Regions from separate parts of the Oryctolagus cuniculus genome. Here region 1 is linked to region 2. The links are chromatin contacts, called in public Hi-C maps. All regions are on one chromosome and are shown on one strand. Each heading gives the region's core, a stretch centred on a gene start, on an enhancer-like site or on the middle of the called end of the contact. The rest is flanking DNA. Distances are from core to core; before and after follow the strand shown.

What was found. Hi-C and Micro-C count contacts between places; a contact is called where the count stands out from the background.
Region 1: a contact with region 2 is called in a Hi-C map of an unstated tissue, with 2.2 times the contacts expected there. The contact joins the promoter of KLLN here to the enhancer-like site in region 2. A contact is called at or near these places in 3 of 6 Hi-C or Micro-C datasets (liver, psoas muscle and an unstated tissue).

What each region holds. Positions count from the first base shown.
Region 1 is chr15:42,815,559-42,818,900 of mOryCun1.1, forward strand. KLLN (killin, p53 regulated DNA replication inhibitor) reads left to right here and starts at 1,514. Exons shown (of 3, transcript XM_051823328.2): 1 at 1,514-1,540; 2 at 1,542-1,754; 3 at 1,756-3,342. The coding sequence starts at 1,514. The coding sequence ends at 1,989. The region is part of intron 2 of PTEN (phosphatase and tensin homolog); the gene reads right to left. It also overlaps the pseudogene LOC138845351.
Region 2 is chr15:42,605,374-42,609,071 of mOryCun1.1, forward strand. No RefSeq gene overlaps it. Among named protein-coding and RNA genes, the nearest start is that of KLLN, 210 kb to the right of the region's middle. Within about 2 kb of position 2,313, at least 2 of the 8 cell types and tissues checked have an H3K27ac peak or open chromatin away from gene starts, as enhancers often do.

The DNA of each region.
Region 1 (3,342 bases), core at 264-2,763, 210 kb after region 2:
CCCCTCCCGGGAGCTGCAGCCGCCGCGGCCGCCGCCGCCGCCGCCGCTTCTCCCCCCCGCTCCAGGAGCGGGAGGTGCCGCCGCCGCCGCCGCCGCCGCCGCGCCTCAGCCGGCTCCCGCCTGAGCCCACGGCTTCCACCTTCCCTCGCAAGAAAAGCCGAGGAAGAGGCTGCACGGTTAGAAGAGAAGACGAAGAGGAGGCGAGAAACGCCGCCGCTGCCGCCGCCGCAGGCCGGCCGGCTCCCGGAGGGCGCTGCCCCCGCGGCTGCTCACAGGCGCTGAGAGGGGCTCTGGGCCGCGGCCGCCGCCGTCTCTCATCTCCCTCGCCTGAGCCGGGCCTAGCCTCACAGCGGCTCAACTCTCAAACTTCCATCATGGCTGCAGCTTCCGAGAGGAGAGAACTGAGCGCAGCCGCGTCCCAGCGCCCGGGCGCGTATCCTGCCGCAGTGCACAAAGAGTCCCGCCACATCACCGTCGCCGGCCTGCCCGCCCCCTCCGCCGCCGCCGCCGCGCCGGGAGCCGGGCCGCCTCGGGAGCCCGAGGGGAGGCGGGGGGCGAGCTGGAGGCGGACGGGACCGCGCCGGGGGAGGGGAGGGCTGGGCCGCGCCGGGGTGGGGTGGGGGGCGGGGGCGGCAGCTCCAGGTGCGAGCGCAGGGCCCCCAACCTGCTGGTGCTATTGAGCATGCCCAGTGTGACTGCCTGGGGCTCGCTCGGGCTTGTTCCGAGGCGCCCGCCCGTAGCTGCACTTGCCGCGGCTGCTCCTGCAGCAGCTCGGGGCGGGGGAACGAGCTCAGCCTCGGCCTCTGCCCGGACACCCGGCCGGAGCCAGGGCAGACTGCGGCGGGGCGGCGTGGGGGCGGAGGAAGGTGGATGATGAAAACTGAGACTGGTGCGTTGAGCGGTGTCGCCGACTGCAGTGTGAGGTTACCTGTGCACAGGTGGACCGCGCGGGTCAGTATCTAGGGAAATGCCGCGAGGACACCCCTCCCCCGCCATGGCGTGCGAACGCACGCACTCCGTTTGTCCCGCTGTGGACGATCGCGGCGGTTCGCAGGGATCTCACTGTCGCAGCCTCTGCCTAGAGCGCCCGCGCCGCCGCCGCCGCCGCCGCCCCCGGGTCCTCAAGGTGTCAGCCTCAGCACAAAGAACGACCCCCTATTGTGTCTCCGGCGGCGCGTCTCGCCTCATCCGGCTCCAGTCACCGCCCCACCTCTCGCTGCCCCAGCTACTCGGTTCATTTGCCCGAAAAGCGAAAGCTCTCAGCCGGGCGCGCTAGAGTGCACACGTCGCCCCCCGCCCCGAATTCCCAGGGCCCGAGGGCCTCCTGCCTAGGCCGCCTTAAAGAGGATCCCCGTGAGCGGGACGCACCCCCACAGCTCCCTCCGCGGCCCCCGGAGAGCTGAGCATCTGTCCCCTCAGGCTCCGGGTCCGTTCGCGGCGTCGAACTCGAGCTCGGTCCTCAGAGGCTGCCTCGCCCCGCCCACTCTCCGGGCCGCTGAGAAAACCTGGCACGATGAATCGCCCGCGGCCAGCTTCCGCGCTCGCCGGGCCGGCCGGTGCACGCTGGAGGCCCAGGTTGCCGGCCCGGGCGCGGCGTTCAGGACGGTAGGAAGCGGCAGCCCCGCGAGTGGGCGGGGCGAGGAGCCCTAGGAGGGTTCAAAAGGGGGTGGAAGGATACCCGAGCCACCGTCGGAACTACTTTCAGGAAGGGGTCACGTGTGCTCCGAGTTGGGGAACTTTCCAAATTCCCACTCCTCCAAGCGTAGCTCCGGAGGCAAGTGCTTCGCCAGCTACGCTCGGGGTGCTCCCGCCTGGCGCGGGCAGCACCCCCACACCCTCCCAGGCTGCAGAGGGACGGGGTTGGGGATGGCCAGTGGAGCCTCCACAGGATCGCTGTCTGGGCTAGCTGCTGGGCAGGCACCCCCATCCAAGCACGTGCCCCCGCTCCCGTGCACCGCTGCTCTCACCCTTCTGCTACCCACGGAGTGAGCTCTCTCTGCTGTGGATTGACAAGCACTGCTTGTTCTCAACCGTGGGAAAAGGGGCCGGGCCCGAGGGATCTGGCGCATCTCCCTCGTTGGTTGGGGTGAACCCTCTGGTTCCGTGCTGTCGGGGCCAAAGGCTCGTTCCCGCTGCGCCTGCTGCTTGGATTGCAGGTGTTGCAACAAACTTTTGAGTCGCTACCCCTGCACTGGTGAGCACGCCCCACCTACTGTAGACTCAGCCAAGTGCCTTATCTGGTCTAGTCCTTGGCCGTATGCCCAGAACAAACCTGTCAAGTCTTTCTGCAGCCCCGTGGTTGACCTATCCAGTGAGTGAGCTGGTTCACAAATGCTTAGACCTAGAGCGCCTCCTCAACCCCCTCCCCAAAATACGCACATCAGTCAGCTTCAAAATGAGAAGGGGCGTCAACCAACACCAACCTACGAATTTTTTTTTCTCTCTTTCATTTCCCCCCACTCTCCTCCCACCCCACCCGGCGCCCCGCTCCAGGAAAGTAGAATTCCAGGGGAAAATTTGAGTTCAGAAGTATCTGACTTAGACCAGGCTGAAGCCCTAGGTTGTTTTTTTCTTTTTCTCTTTTTTTCTTTTTTTTTTTTTTTTTTTTTTTTTGACATCTGAGAAAATGGGAATCAGTTGGCACATGTGTTGTGATAAATGGTGAGTAGATACCTAGAAAGGTCTAAAGCCGAGTTTTCTTGTGAGGAAGATTGTAAATGTGCACATCATCATTACAGGCAGCCCCTGAAGACTAGAAACCTCAGGAGGCCCAGCTCAGAGAGCCACAGGCCATTACCTAACTCCAGGACTGCTAATTAAACCGGGGATATTTAGGGACCTCTGAGGCTACATAAAACTGCATTTATATACAACATCCTTTTAAGATAGCACTGCAGGAGTTAGCAACCCGCTGAAGCCTCGGTGCTGGTATTTATTGGAGACTGGTTTTGTGCATGCTTCTGGTCAGCTCCAGGGAGGCAGGGATCCTAAGTGGAAAAGGAAATGGAGAGTAATCTGGAAAGAAGAAAAAGGCTTCCTTTGGTTTCCAAAGATGGAAACCCTGTCCACACAACCTAGTGTGAGCTAGAGATTTCTTTATTTTACAAATAACCTGGGCTAAGGAGTCCCTGATGTTTAGGTATTGCATGGTAAAAAGGAGAGCTGTGCTCAATGGGTATCAACTGCTGCTTGGGAGGAAAAGGGGAAATGAAGACACAGTTAAATGAGGGGAGGTAGATTGCGGCTGGTTAAGTGTTCCACATTTGTTTCTCAGGTTGCCTGTCTCTGTCCCCAGAGTACCTGCTATTAGCACTGCTCTACTCTGCCTCTCCCCTGGAGCCT
Region 2 (3,698 bases), core at 1,063-3,562:
ATGTCACAGACATATATCATTAGAAGTGCAAACCTAGTTCAGATTCTCCCTACCCAACATTCACATGGATCAGAGATTATAAGGGATTGTCCATGGGGCTTAAGGTAAACTTTACAATCAGGTCAAACAAGCCTCCAATCTTGACCATGCCATACTTAGTAGTTAAATATAAACTTCTGAAAGGAAAGACCATGCTTATTATGCTTAGTGCTGTATTATCAGCACTTAGCACCATGTCCAGTACTCTTAATAAACATGTGTTGACTTTAAAAATTAAATTTTAGGAACCTCAGTTTCTTCATCTGTAAAATGGGATTGTAAAACTTACTTCATGCGGCTATATAATGATTACACAAGAAACTGAGGGTGTTGAGTGCTGATGCAGTACTTGAGAAACACTCATTTTATGTGAACTGCAATTCTGGGGGCAATGATGGTGACTTGGTGGAGGAGGTTTCTCTAGTCCTGGTTAAACTGTCACAAATCCCTATCCCTAATGACTTGTTCAACCTGGAATTTTGGACTTAGTCTGGACCTGATGAGTTGGATCTCAGAGCGATCATTTTCTCTTGGAAAAGTCCTGTTCAGCCAAGAACTCTGGAAAGGGGAAGGGTGTGTTTTACACCCCAGCTACCAGGGTGATTGGCAGCAGAACTGAAACAGCATGACTAAGCAAGGCCCATCTTATTTCACTGGGGGAGGAGGCCTCTAGTCCCTCCCTCTCTGCTGCCTGGGACTGCAGGGGGGAGGGTTACCTCTTTTCATTGATAGTAAGGAGCAAGGGCAGAGCAAGCAGTTAGCCTTGCAGTCAAGATGTTGGTTTAGGTGCCCCTCCCCTATTCAAGTGCCTGGGTTCAATATTTGGCTCCAGCTTCGGACTTCAGCCTCCTGCTAGTGACTAGGTTCAAGTGATCAGGTTCCTGACACCCAAGTGGATGGCCTGATCTGAATTCCCAGCTTTTAGTTTTTGCCCCTGCACTGGCCAACAGCCTTTGAGGGCATTAGGGGAGTGAACCAACCAAGAGGAACACTGTCTCTCTCTCTTTCTCTCTGCTTGCCAAATAACTTATTCAAAAGAGAAAGGGTGAATAATTGGAACACTTTCCTAGCCTCTTCTCAGGTTCTCAAAGCTCAAAAAAAAATGCTAATGATGTTTTCCCTAACTACACATGATCATAGGACATCCAGCCAACCACTCCTTGAAGCTGATCAGCCCATTTCCTTGCATATCCATAGAAGCTTCCCGCCAATGTTCAAGGGTCAAATAAATAAATAAAGACTTAAGGCCTTTATGGAAGCTAAAAACTCTAAGAATCCCTCACCACTAGAGAGGTTCAGCTCACTACCTACTTGGGTAAGAAAGACGGATCTCACAGTTTCAAGCTGAGCTATACCATTTTGGAATACTTTGCCTTCTCTACTATTTCTCAGCCCAATAAAACTATACAGAAGGCCTCTTCTAGAATAAAGGCAAGAGAACCTCATGCTCAGTTTTAAAGATGTCTGTGAAAGAGTGCTGCAAGAATAGGTCTCATTTGCCATCATCATTTCAGAAGTGGTTGCTGACACAGGTGGGTTTGCCATCAGTAATTGTGGTAGAAACAGGGAATGTCCTCTCAAAAAAGCAGAAAATACAATGACACAGATGATTTCAAGCAATTGCCACCATTAGCAGATTTAGTCATTTATGTTACCTTTTTCTTATTCTTAGACACCTAGCTTTAAATTATCTGCTCTAATAAACAGCAGCAATTTGGTTAGTAATGGGTTCGTTTGATTTTATTTTTAGGACTATGTGGTGGAGGAGACTCCTGAGCTCCACTTCTCTAAATAACCAACGATTCCTCCCCTCCCCTGTGAAGCTATCACAGCTGTGGAGGTGGAAAGACACTTCAGGAACAGCTCACAGGACCAATGTAAAGAGTTCTCAATGGGAGGTTAGCATCCTTCACTCATTCATGTTTTCACTGAGGATGTCCAGCTTGTACTGAGTTAGGTGCTGAGAATGCAGGGACAAAGGAGCAACAAGCAGACTTCCTGGGAAGTGACACTCTGATGGCCTCTCCAAGGATGACAAAGAGCTACCAATCACAGAAATGATGGAGCAGCAATCCAGGTACAAAGGCTTGGCCTCATTTTTCCCTTTATTTTCTTAAAGTTGCCTGAACCACTTATGGGGACCCACAGCTGTCTCCCAAAGGGTAAGGTGGTGTGCATCTTCCTGAGGTACTTATAAACTGCTTCTGGAGGCTATGGAAATTTTTTTCTCAGACGTCTCCTAGGTAAGGCTTCTAATCAGCTACATCTGAGGCTGACAGCACTGCCATTTGACTGAAAGAGGAAGATTAGCACCCTTCAACAGCTTAGCTATAAGGAAGGTAACTTCACTCTCTTCCTCCACATTAGCTTTGAAATTGAGAAACCCAGAGATGACCACAGCCCTAGGCCACTGTGCAAAAATGGGAAATGTCACTCACCAGGTCCTCCCTTGAGTTTAACCAGAATCATCAGCCTATAGATTTGGGAACTCAGTGGCTTGACCATTTTGCACGTAAGCCATATGCACTGGTCCTAAGGAGACCAGTGAGCAACAATTCAATTTAGAGTTCACTGAACCTTCTGGTTTTGGAAGGAAATTGCTGGTAATCAATTGCAGCAAGCACACAGGCCCAGGGCCAGGAAGAGAAAAATCACTTTAATGGGCAAAGCAGATGTTGCTAAATTCATTGCAAAAGTGAGATGGGCACAGAGCCAGGCCTTGCATGAGAGATGCTGATCTGTTCTCCTGAATGAAGAAAACAGAGACACATCAAAAGGGGGGGTTCTATGAAAGAAACCAGAAGTCTGTGTCCCTGTTAGCTTGAATAAAAGAAAATGCACCCAGGTGTTCGGGTCTCCCATATCACCACAGGACTTAAAGCTGCTAACATCTCATAAGGATTTTAAACAAATCCAGAGTACTAGCTCAAACTGTCTGAGGATTCATCATTCTTTTCTTAGGAGACTATGTGGTAAAGCCAATAGAACAAGGAATTTGGCATCAAACCTGTTTCTTCCACCAATTCATCGGTTCTACCATCAAAAAGTTCTATGACTTGGGCAAAATTCTTAATTCTGCCCAGTCTCAGTTTTCTCAGCTACAAAATGGCCTGATCTCATTTAGTGTATTACAGCCACAATGCCTGTAATGAGTAGTAGAGAAATGCACTTATTCAATAAGATGTGTTCAGAGTTGGTGACACTGGGATGTGAGGAGAGATGGTTACTGACAGGGACGAGTGAGCTACGATGGGGGAGTTTCTGGTCCAATATCAACAGGCTATTCCATTGCCTCTCAGTAATGGATTACTTCACAGGCCAAATGTTTTCTTATGTGTTTTGGTTGATAAAATCTCTCTCAAGTCTATGCAAGTTCAGAGAGCACAATATCACAGCTCAAGAAAGCTCACTGTGTGTACTTAGAAAATTTTCGTGGAGTAGTTTTTAATGCACGCCCCCTCTAAAAAGGAGTTAATCCTGATCCCCAAATCTGAAATGCTCTTTATTTATCTAGTTCTCATGCACTGCTCAAGAGCCAACCACAGTTGTTCCTCTGAGAAACATCCCAGATTCTTCTAGACCTCACTATCATTACCTTCTCACACACATCCTCCCCAGGTTTATATCAGCTGCTTTAAATCCTTCCTGGAACAAGACAT